Regions from separate parts of the Gasterosteus aculeatus genome. Here region 1 is linked to region 2. The links are chromatin contacts, called in public Hi-C maps. All regions are on one chromosome and are shown on one strand. Each heading gives the region's core, a stretch centred on a gene start, on an enhancer-like site or on the middle of the called end of the contact. The rest is flanking DNA. Distances are from core to core; before and after follow the strand shown.

What was found. A called contact is a pair of places that touch in the nucleus more often than the background predicts.
Region 1: a contact with region 2 is called in a Hi-C map of skeletal muscle, with 3 times the contacts expected there. The contact joins the promoter of LOC120820037 here to the enhancer-like site in region 2. A contact is called at or near these places in 3 of 6 Hi-C or Micro-C datasets (skeletal muscle and whole body).

What each region holds. Positions count from the first base shown.
Region 1 is chr1:2,546,130-2,552,294 of fGasAcu3.hap1.1, forward strand. LOC120820037 (retinol-binding protein 2) reads left to right here and starts at 3,646. Exons shown (of 4, transcript XM_040177662.2): 1 at 3,646-3,819; 2 at 4,728-4,906; 3 at 5,002-5,103; 4 at 5,408-5,542. The coding sequence starts at 3,747. The coding sequence ends at 5,461.
Region 2 is chr1:2,390,057-2,396,503 of fGasAcu3.hap1.1, forward strand. It overlaps LOC120827251 (SPRY domain-containing SOCS box protein 4-like), which reads left to right. Exons shown (of 3, transcript XM_078107249.1): 3 at 504-1,482. The coding sequence ends at 631. It overlaps LOC120828740 (calsyntenin-2), which reads right to left. Exons shown (of 17, transcript XM_078107278.1): 16 at 4,561-4,745; 17 at 2,685-4,479. The coding sequence ends at 4,279. Among protein-coding and RNA genes, the nearest start is that of LOC144388213, 15 kb to the right of the region's middle. Within about 2 kb of position 1,730, at least 5 of the 9 cell types and tissues checked have open chromatin away from gene starts, as enhancers often do.

The DNA of each region.
Region 1 (6,165 bases), core at 2,396-4,895, 160 kb after region 2:
CCCGGGGGTGATCGTGTCACAGGAAACGCCTCCGCGGGTGTGCTTTTGACCCGAGCGTGTTTTGGCGCCCACCTGGACGGGCCCCCGTCTAGTGACATGGAGGCGGTCGGCACTCAGCATGCGCAGAAGGCACGAACAAAATGGACCGACACTCAACCGGCTTTCGTCCTCCGGTCTGGGAGTTTCTTGGGTGAGGAGGCAAAAAAATACAAATTTCTGTGTGTGTGTGTGTGTGTGTGTGTGTGTGTGTGTGTGGCATGAATTCCTTCCATGGAGACTGACGCATGTAACGCCGCCGCTTCCACGAGGCAGATAAAAGCAGAACTCAGTGAATTGTGTGGGAACACCGGGGCCCTTTCAATCCTCTCTGCGGCATCCAAGCACGCAGCGAGACGCCGCGCCATTAAGAGTCCGCGGGGCGGGACGCGAATGCGTTACGGATACAGATGCGCCCGCCGCCGGAATCCACCGCACAGAGCGGACGTTTGTCTCCTCCAAGGATGGCGGTTAATCTGACCTTTGATGCTCCGATGGCAACGGGGAGGAGGAAGAGATGGGAGCGATGGGGAGGAGAGGGGGGGGGGGGGGTGTACAGACTGATGCACGGCTTTGAATGCGACGTTAATGAAGCAAATTGAATTGGATCACACAGGATATTGGAGGAGGAGGAGGAGGAGGAGGAGGGGGGGGAGCGCTGCATGAAAAGCTGGAAGCACGAGACATTACTGTGAAAAGCATAAGGCCGAGATGGAAAAAAACACTCAGAGGGGGGGGGTTGGAAAAGTCGTAGGAATCAGAGGCGCAGCTGCAGACACGATGTCTCTAAGGTTGCTTTGGGGGGGGGGGCAGGAAGTGCCATTAGGTGTGAATGAGGCAGACTTGAAAATAGATCCGCCGTCGTGCATTATTAAAACTTCCCTAATTGCATTTGCATAAGTCCACGAGAGGCTGCGCGCGTGCGTGCGGGGGCGCGCGCGCGGTCCGTCACACCGAGAGGATTACTTGCAAATTTTCTAAATCATCAAGTGCGGCTTCCAGCGCTCCCGTCCCGTACTGCTCCTCCTTAGACTCCCGCAGGCTCACCAGACGGAAGCAGAACCCGGGGGGGGGGGGGGGGGGGGGGGGGGGGGGAGACGCAGGGGGGAGAGAGGGAGACGGCGGGAGAAGTTCCCGCTCAGCAGATGGCTGCGTCGTCTCAACTTTGATCACAGAATAACGGGCCGCTGCTGCGCGCGGAGCACCGCGTCGTCCCGGGGAGCCTCCGCCTGTGTGCAGCAACATCGCCCCCGTGTGGTGGAAAGGAACGAGACGCGCATGTTCCACTTTATAGTCCCAACATGCACCTATTGGCCATGAAGTAGCATCATTAGCATCGTGTTTTGTCACCCGTGCAGGTCTGGATCATAGACTGTGGACGTGGTCATCACGAGGTGGAGAGAGTACTGAAAATACTGTTACCTTGCTTACATTGTACTCAATTACAAGTAAAAGTACTATTGTTAAAATAATACGTTGTAGAAGTACTCTTTTACTACTACTACTACTTAGAGTACAAATTACTTTTTAACCGATGGATGTTTTATTGCATCGTTAGCAGGCATTCGATGTATAAAATTCAAATTTAAAGCACATTTCTGAGATGAACAATACAGAAAAATGACAGGCAATTTTACGGTGGGCGACACATGCAAACGCGTGCAAACGGCAAAACACGTGCAAGAGAGAAACGCTCTAAGGGGTCTCGACCTGTAGGACAGTGGATGGACGGTGGGACGTTCTTTTCTTCATTATTTTCCGTGGTCACTTCTGTCTCCATTTTGGCTTCTTTCTCAAATTCTCAGTCCGCATTTTACACCGCTGTGTATTTTACATTTGCCCGCTGCAGCAGCGAGTTGGCCTTTGCTTATATTACATCCTATAATCTGACAGCCAATAAGGATTTGCATTGAAAAAAAAAAAAAATCTGACGGTTTGAATATTATTTTAAATTGTGGACGTACTCAATAGCAACTTTTGATTGTAAAAGTAGATTACATGGTGTAAATTGTACTCGAGTATGGGTAAAATTACACACTTGAAGAAAATACTCAAGTAAAGTACAGGTACCCAAAAATTCTACTTAATTACAGTAAAGTGAGTATTTGTAATTCGTTACTTCCACTTCCTGATCACCAGTGACTTTTTGAAGCTGCTGTCGCCATCAGGGCTAATAAATAGACCTAATAAAATGAGTAATTATCCTCACGCGTATTCCTGCAGATTAGGCTAATTCATTGAAAAATTGTCGACAGATTCTGTGCAAGACAGTTAGACATAGCTGAGAGAAATGCTAAGTGAAATGTTTTAGTTTAGCTATAGAATCTTCAAATTTCGCGGTCAAGGTCAAATATATTAGTTGTTTACTTTCACGATGAGCATCATGTCCTGCTGTCGCATAGAAAACGTGAGCGGGGAGCAAAGCTGTTGCTTCACTGAATGGGCCTATAAGCTTAATCAATTATTTGACGTCATGAAAGGTGTAGAGTAGCCTGTAAGCGAAACACACTGTGAACATAGATTATTTGAAAACAAGTCAGTAAAAGTACTGTAAAAAGGAGACTGCATGTAGATAGTTCTTAATCTGCAATTGTGTTGTGTTGACATACTTTTCTTTACTGTTTTCTTAAATTGAATAAACTACAAACTACTAACACATTTATTCATTGCCATTGATTGTATATGACTTTTACTGATAACATAATGCAATACAGCCAGGACAGCCTTACAGAGTCGCGACGCTTTGTGTTGCGTTGCTTCGCATCGCGTCGAGGTCTGTTTGATCACAAAATTCAGAGTTTTCCCACCTCTAATTTTCCCACCACAGCACTGGTCGCCATCTTGTTTTGTTTTTTTGTCTCATTAATTGGCTTGAGTAGATCTATCTGCGGCTGAAAACAAGCTCTTTAAATGACCCCTTCCCTCTGCTGTTAATATAAAAATAGTTATTAGCGTACTTGGAATTATTCAATACATTAATACATTACTACATTACGGCCGAAGGGTGCAATACGGCCATTGGCTGCAAATAAGAGATAACTTTCTGCGAATCAGCGCATCTTATCAGCTCCGATAAAACATAACACACTCGGCGCACCTCACCTTTGACCCTCCACATGCCACCACATGCCTCCTCAAGGTCAAGCGGGTCAGTACGAGCACTGCAGCTGCACTTTTGTGATTTTCTTTGAAAGAAGACTGCATCGATCGACGCATTACAACTCATTTCCGGAACATGAGTAATGAAGTAAATTATAGTAAACTCGTCAAAAAAAACATCAGCCCCCCACCCCCCCACCCCCCTCAGACAGAAATCTGAAGGAATGAACCGAGGTGTTCTGTTATCAGCTGGTAATCAGCTGTCACCCCCCCCACCTTCCTCTCCATCCTCCCTCCATCGCAGAGAGTGATCGCTGAAGGCCGGACGGGAGGAAATGGGAGATTGTGAGAGGAAGACTCTCTGAGTGCATCCGAGAGCGTAATATGGGAAGTACATGAAGCCTGGAATCGTTATCGTACAAACACACACACGCACACACACACACACACACACACACACACACGCGCACTATTCTGAGTAAGATTATCAGGCGGACCCTGTCCTTTGGCACACACACACACACACACACACAAACTGCAGCGTATATAAAGGGTTGAGCATGAGCGGCCTCTTACAGTGAAAGCTTCCACCTCAAAACCACTAAACGAAAATGCCCGCCGACTATAACGGACGCTGGGAGATGGTGAGCAGCGAGAACTTCGAGGACGTCATGAAGGCCCTCGGTGAGTTGCCCCCCCCCCCCCCCCCCCCCCGCGCAGCACGGTAATGCAAAGAGACGGCGGTTTGTAAGCCTCAAATCAGGGGTCAATTGGGAGGCTGCGTTTAGGCAGGAGGGCCGAGCAGAACGTTTGGAGCGAGAGAGAGAGAGAGAAGGGGACGAGGAATTCTGTGGCACCGCTTTCATTTCCTCATCGAACTGCTGTCGGGCCGAGTTAACCTCCCCCCCCCCCTCCCAAGAGCGGCTGCCGTCTGTTATGGCGCCAAATAAGTATTGATTCACTGCTTTCCGCATTTCATCCTCCTGATCCGCGGGAAAAGGAAGACGGATCCCGACCCCCCCCGGAATCAGGCAGCGGGCCAGGTCGTCGTTAGAAAGATAAAATAAAATAAGAGGAAGGGAGCGGGAGAGGGACGATTGACAGGCGCTCCTCCATTGTGACGCGCCGATGATGGAGGGGGCCCCGGGAACACTTTCATTATTCACGACTCAATCTGCAATTCATAAAACAGCCCCGGTGCACTCGGCTCACACGGAGAGCCCGAAAACCTCCCTCCTCATTTCCATCGAGCGGATTGGAAAATGACATCCTTATGGAAATGGGTCAAAAACATTATTTAGATGGGTAAATACGGGGGCCTCATCTGTAAGAGCGATAGGAGGAAATTGAATTTTCAGGTTAAGGCAAATGGGATATGAATATCTGAGCGGCCGGGGTGGCTCTTAAAGGGCCGGCGCGGGGGAACCCGTTTGACTCGGAGCGAGGTCATTTTTTAAAGGGCGACTGAGACTGTCGAGAAGGACCAGCGGGGGAAGGAGCACAACAAGCGGCCCCGCGGGCGCCGCCGCGTATGCGGGAAACAAAATAATCCCCCCGTTTCCTCTGACCACCGTCCGTTTGGCGCTTTGCAGACATCGACTTTGCCACCAGGAAGATCGCCTGCCACCTGCACCAGACCAAAGTCATCGTCCAGAACGGAGACAGGTTCGAAACAAAGACCCTGAGCACCTTCCGGAACTACGAGGTGGACTTCACCGTGGGGCAGGAGTTTGAGGAGCAGACGAAGGCCCTGGACAACCGGAAGGTCATGGTGGGTGTTTTTCTTGTGTCCGCAGTTATTCTCGTTTTTTTTTTTTTTCCTCTCGAGTGAACAAGCATCAAAAGTGTTTGTGTGCTGCCGTCAAGACGCTGGTCACCTGGGACGGGGACCAGCTGGTGTGTGTCCAGAAGGGCGAGAAGGAGAATCGTGGCTGGAAGCAGTGGATCGTTGGAGACCTGCTACACGTGGTGAGAGAACCGAGGGACGAGGAAGGGGGGGCAATGATCCGATGGTGTTTGACGGGAAATCAGATCCAAATTCAGTCACTCCAGTACGCAGCCACAAAGATTCACAAAGATATTGGATGTACTGGAGTACTTCCCAACCATCGATAATTACATCAGACTATCGCAGGAACAATAAACAAGAGAATGTGTCGCTATCTGGAGCGAACAGATGTGAGCTCAGCCCGGATTGTGTAAGAAGGACGCTTGTTTGCTGACGTTGGGCTCGCCGGTCTAAAGGTCTTCATCTCTTCTCTCTCTCCCTCAGGAAATCACCGTGCTCGACAAAGTCTGCCGCCAAGTGTTCAAGAAGGCCCAATGAGACCAAGGAGACCCTCATCTGCCAACGACTGCCTGTTTATAATGTGATAGCGGAGACCTGTAATAAATGGATTGAACACCATTGTTGTTTTCCATCCATCCATCCATCTCCAGCCGCTTGGTCGGGTCGCGGGGGGCAACAGGGGAACCCAAACCTCCCTTTCCCGGCTCTGACTGGGGGATCCCAATTGTTGTTTTGTAGTCCCGTTCTTCTTCGCAGGACCACTCAGGCTGCATCGGTGGTTGTGGTGTGTGTAGAATTTTGGGAGAAAAACAAATTAAATTCATGTAGTACCAGTGAAAGGTTTTGTTCAATTTAATGTCCAAACCTTTTACTATATAGAGTTTTCTTAGAGTGACGATGATCAAATGATCATAAGAGGTTTACATTACACATTTTTATGGAGCCAAATCAAAAATGTCGATCACTTGAAAAACAAATGGTCGTCTTGAACATTGAAAAATGCAATGTATTCAAAATAAAGTGTACATTTTTGGGTTGAATATTTCAATTTCATTGCCTATATATACAGGGTTCTTACACATTTTGACCAATGAATTTCCATGACTTTTCCATGACTTTAAACCAAATTCCATGACCAAATATTTAGTGAAATTTCGGTATATACACATGAAAAATTGAGAAAATGTAGTGTTCAAACTAACAATGAGGATTGTAAATAAAATGACATAGGCCCTTTGAGT
Region 2 (6,447 bases), core at 480-2,979:
AGATGGTGCCTCCAGGTGGAGCAGCTTGACATCACGGCTGTATGGCAGTTTAGAGTCTGTTTCTGTTGGGACACACAGACATCACTTGCCTCCACAGTTTGTGGGGGTGTTGTGTGTGTGTGTGTGTGTGTGTGTGTGTGTGTGTTGTGTTGCCACGTTAGTGCTGCTTCTCTCTCTGCTTGTAACACGCAGCCGAGGTGCTGATTAAATATTCTTGGTGTCACCGCACTTCTCCGTCACCAGGTGAAGGGAAGACATTCGACCCCCCCCCCAAAAGCCCGGCGGCCATTAGCCCGGCCTGGAACGGCCCCGAATGCACAGAACGGGTCTCCATGGCAACGTATACGCCACTGCTTCACGTGGCGCCAAGTCGCGCTGACCAGACGGATCCTTTGCGTGAGCCGCTGTTCAGGTGGAGGGGGAGAGCGTATGAACAGGCCTGTTTAAAAATGATGAATAAATATTCATGTGTCTCTCTGCCCCCCCCCCCCCCCCCCCCACAGCGGAGCCCCTCCCCCTCATGGACCTGTGCAGACGAGTAGCTCGACTGGCTCTTGGCAGAGAGCGCATCCATCACATCGACGGCCTCCCGCTGCCACAGACGCTGAAGAACTACCTCCAGTACCAGTGACCCCCCCCCCCCCCCCACACCACACACACACACACACACAGACACACACTGCGATGGGAGGGGCCGGGGGGTCTCCTCTGGGGCGCCGCGTTTTTATCTTCTGGTTTTGTTTCTTCTTCTTTTTTTAAAGCCGGTCAATGAAACGAGGGACGAACGAAGACGCCGTCTTTTCTGCACGCGCTGCTTCTGAGACCATGTTGGTGTTTATATTTATATTCCCAACAACACAGCGGGCCACGTGGGGGGGGGGGGGGGGGGGGCTGTGTTGGTGTGTACACGTGGATTACACAGTGTTTCATGTGTACACAAACACACTCCGCTGTCTTCAGTTGACAAGCAGGTGGTTTCCACCAGACCCCCCCCCCCCCTCCAGATCTCTGGCTCCTCATCACGTGCTGGTTTGATTTAAGCCTCCAGCATGTTTGAACGGGGGGGTGTCGCCTCTCTGGCTACTGTTAGATTACGATTCATCTGAAGGTTGAAGTTGTGTGTTTGTGCTCTGTGAGACGGAGACACACACACACACACACACACACACACACACACACACACACACACACAGAGTACATGTCAACACCTCTGGTATGTCTCGCCCCCCCCCCCTCCCCTCACACACACATCAAGTTTTTAATGCTGCTTTCCATCTTTTTATTCCACCGTTTTACACCCGTGTGGGTTTTTTGGGGGGTTTCATGAGATTTCTTTAGTGTTTACGTTCTTTTCTTCATTCCGCGGCTCGTGAGGTTTGTGGGTCTGCGGGACGTCGGCTCGCGGTCGGAAGTGTAAAGAACAACAAGTCCAATGTGCCGCCATGAGAATTTTTAAAATGTGAATAAAGAAACTCTGCTGAAGTCACCGTCTCGCTGTTGTTTTATACATTATAAATGAGATATTAAGGAGATCCTATTGCCCCCCCCTCACACTCCCGCCAGATGCTGGGTGGTTTTCAGTGTTGAGGCGAGATTAGCCAGCTGTAACCCCCCCCCCCCCTCCCCTTAAACACAGATTACTGTTGTTGAAATAACATGAATTGACGGTCCGCAAATGCATGAAACGCAATCACCTGTGAGCCGGTCTGCACGTAGTGACGTCACACGCGGCCTGGACTCGGGGGTTGATCAGCTGGTCGAGTGGGGATCAAGCGTTTGCCTCGTGACTGCCGCCCCCATGTGGCGACGCGCGCTCACTACAACAGCGCCGCTTTCGCGCGTGAGAGGACGACGACGACCGGACGTCTGTTCGAGGTGTCACTGCCGCTCGAGGCAGTGGGATCATAGGGGGGTTAATATATATATAATATATTATTAGTTGTTCAGTCCTGTCCTTGTGAAAGGCTTCGCAGGCATCGGTAAATACATGACGTCAGAGAGCTGCAGAGGCATGACGTCAGAGCCGTAGAGGCTCAATGCATTCAAATTGTGAAGGAATAAACGCACTCTAGTTGTGTCTCATGTGTTTGAATAACTTCAGACTAATAATCCAGTATTCACTGTATCAAAGGTGGATCCGCTCGGGATCCCGCGGTCTATTTCTGCGAGTCGAGGGTGGAGGTGACGGTGCCCCCCCCCCCCCCCCCTGTGTGCAGTGTTTCCAATGTCCGCTAGATGGAGACAAACTATTCATTATGGGTTCATAATCTCCTTCGTGTTTCCAGAGTTGATGTGTTTTTTAGACAAAATAAAGTATTCATTTTTTCAACATACTATCGTATGATTCTTCATTTGTACATTATTGACAATTACTATTGTCTGTTTTTAAAAATACTACTATAAATGATTTTTGACATATACCATATTATCTTATATGTATTTCTTATCACATGCTATAGGGAATATACAAAATAATAGGGTTTTTGCAGCGGTTGAACCAACTGCAGAAATAATTAATCACATGCTATAAATTAAAAGGAAACGTCTGACTTTTGGTTTAGCTGCAAAGAGCTTCTCCTCGCCCTTTTTATTCCCTTTTTATTGAAAGATGTAAGAACAGGAGAGTCTAATAAAACCAATTCATATGCAGCCTGATTCGTACACACGCACACACGAGCCACAGCTAGATTCCAAAACAAGTTTTTATTGGCCGATTTACAGAAAGTGCTGCAGTGACCATTCCAAAGAAAAGCCGACCAAAGAGTCCAGAGAAAAAAAGAACTTTTACACATTTCACAAGGTCTCCAAGTTAATCTCATCGTCCCCCTCTTCTAGAACCAACGTCAGGACAACAGAAGGGCTGATGCAAAATCCACCAGGGGAGGGAGGATGGGGGGGGGGGTGATGTCACAAGAACAGGTGAAACTCTTAAACAACACACGAGATCCTGACATGAAGACACACACACACACAGAGGAGGTTCTCCCAGCGGCTACACCACGTCAGAGCCCCCCAGGGTGCCAGAGGGGAATGCCCTTCTGATGTGAAGTCTCGGCCTGTGGGACAGCGGACGAAGAGGGTTCAAGTGCCGCCACGTTACTTTGGATCTACGTGTCCATTGATGCTGCACTTCACTCGGGGACAGAAGTTGTAGTTATTATACTTTATATTGATGTGATAGAAATAAATAGAGGCTTTATGTTTTAGACCTTAAAGTCTTCTATTAGATTAAATCTTTGATATAAAGGATTCTTTAAAAAAATAAAACTAACATTAATAATAAATAACATTTAAACAATTTCAGTAAAAATAAAACTAGAATAATTTGAGTTAAAATAAGGTTATTGTGATTGATTGATTGATTGATTTGCCCCCCTTCCATGCAGCATTAACGAGGTCTGAGACGTCTCACACGGGCGGTGGCACCTCCACCCTCACCGGCCGGGATGACCTGAACACCGGGAGAGAAACTGCCCCCCCACCAAAACATACAAACATGGTGAAGGGGGGCGTGTGTGCTGTGTACAGGTGGAGAGGACGCTTTCAGGGTGGAGAAGGTGGTGTCAGGGAGTGGGGTGACCTACTATACTCAATATTTACAAGGAGCGTATAAAAATGTACAAGGAGACTCCTGTTTACCCCCCCACCCAACAAAAAAAAACACCCCGGACCCCCGGGCTATATCACCATGACGACACCGATAAATGTTTTTCTTTTTTTTTTTTTGATTACCATTGAAAATATGCTATTTCTGAAAAATCCCCTGGCTGCGCCTCGTAGGCTGATAAATAACATGAAGTATACAAACCAAAAAATAGTCTGTTTCTTTACTCTTGCAACTCAGTTTTCTTAAATAAACGTTTATAAATCTCCCCGTGGAACACGTGACATTAAACTGAACATACATAGCAGGGTTCAATCGACAAAATGAGATTTAAAGAACTACATTTCACTAAAGACTGCGACGGGACAGAGGTGCTTTTAGGGTGCGCCCTTATTTTGGTGAGCTGTCCCCTTAAGACGGATAAAAGTCATTTGACAGACGAGCGGTTTTAGTTTTGTGTCTTTTTTGATCAGCTGTATAAAATGTGATTAGTTTTTGTTGTTAAATCGTTGTGTTGCAGTGGCGTCTTCCAGCAGGGGGCGCTGTGACCTCATTTTTAGAGCATCAACATTACATAGTCTTTGTATTTCAACCATCTGATTTGAGGTTTCAGGGGACGTGTTGCACATTGTGTGCACGTTGTGTGCGAGTGTGAGTGACTGTGAACGTGCGTCTCAATAAGATATCGTTGTTTTGTCCCAGTTCTGTCCCCTCTTGCTCTGGCGTTGCATCCTGGGTAACTGGACGTCCGCTTCGTCTTCACTGTCGTCTGACTCGGCGCTGGTGATGTCATCGTCCTCCTCCTCATCATCTTCCTCATCCTCCTCCTCCTCCTCGCTGGCCTCCTCCTCTGCGGCGTGCGGCTGCGCCAGACTCTGTTCAAAGAGTTTCACAAACAGTGAAAACAGGAAATCGCCATGACAACATATCATTTTAGTCGCTCAAACACCTCCCACCTCCATCGGGTTGACCGTGATGGTCAGGGCGGAGTCGTCCCAGGTCTCCTCGGCGTCTCTCGCCGTCTCCGCCAGCTTGACCTCCTGCTGGTGGGTCAGGTGGATGCGGTAGACGCCCAGCACCATGACCGCCACCAGGGCGGCGATGCACATCACGATCGCCACGGTGGCGGCGCTCGGCGCGGCTGAGGGAGAGTGAGAATGTGTCTTCACGTTGCCTGAACGAGTCATTCCATGTGGTAATATGGGTGTGCAAAAAGAAAAGGACTATATAACTGTACGTATATATATCGTGATATATATATATATATATATATATATATATATATATATATATCGTGATATATAAATATATCGTGATATATATATAAATTTATATATATATAAATATATCGTGATATATTTATATATAAATATATCGTGATATCACGATTTATTTGTATATATATATATCACGATATATTTATATATATATAAATTTATATATATATATAAATCGTGATATATAAATAAATGCAGCAAATCACAATATATATGTATATATATATATATATATATATAAATTGTGATATATAAATATATCGTGATATCACGATTTATTTATATATATATATATATATATATATATATATATATATATATCACAATATATTTATATATAGTGTAAATTAACCTAAGCTGCAGCCTTGTGACCTTTGATTACTGGATCTGCGTATTGATGTTTACGTCCCTCTTAGGTTAATTTAGGCCTGTTTCCACTGTATTTCTAGACCCGCTCTGATCGATCCCCCCCCCCCTCTGGATTTATCTGTGCTGGCCGAGTGCTACGAGGGATCAGTGGGCTCGCCCGTCAATCACTTTGGTCCAGACTGAAATATCTATTGCTATTGATTCCATGCCGTGGAATGTGGTTCAGTTCACTCGAGACGGATTTGTAAGAACTTTGCTGTGACTTTTCCTGGAGTGCAGTCATCACATTGAACAGAGACATGGGGGGGTGATGGGGGGGGGGGCACTAGAGATCACATGATACTTGGCTCTATTTGCCACATTACTTGAGGTTCCTCTAATAAAGAGGTCTTAGTTTCACAGTAGCTCTCAAATTAATGCTGGGCTTAAACTTAAGCCCGTTGTTATGAGACACTGAGCTCGGGTTTTTTTAAGCTCGACCTCTGCTGCACGAAGCTCCATCACTCGTCCCGTGGTTAAACCAGTAGGAGGAATTAACTGACACTGTTCAGCGGTTCCAACATGAAGGAACTAAACTTGAGGCGCAGCAGCACGACGTACATTCAGGGATTTCTCTTGATGCAAAATGTTTCTCTGTGCTGCTCTGATCTCTAGCCTGCTGAAATGACACAAACTCTGTGTAACTACCCTCCCTGTGCTGGTCCCTGCTGGTACACGTGTGTGTGTGTGTGTGTGTGCGTTTAGCCAGAGGAAGCCTCACACACGACTCGTCAGAGGATCATTTGATTCAGGAGCTCTAGACTTTCACACTAAATACTCGGCCTTTGATCTTCCTCTTAGCAAAGCTCCATGCGGCCCCTTAGACACACACACACACACACACACACACACACACACACACACACACACACACACACACACACACACACACACACACACACACACACACACACACACGCACACACACACACGCGCGCACACACACACACGCGCGTGTTTCCTTTGACCATGTCCTCTACATAACGCATGACATCATGACGTGTCGGAACCCACGAGGATTCTTTCTCATCTGCAGTTTCTGCCATTCATTTATTTCCAACACTCTCTCTGCTCATCTGACCTCCTTTTCTCTCTCACACACACACACACACACACACACACACACACACACACACACACACACACACACACACACAC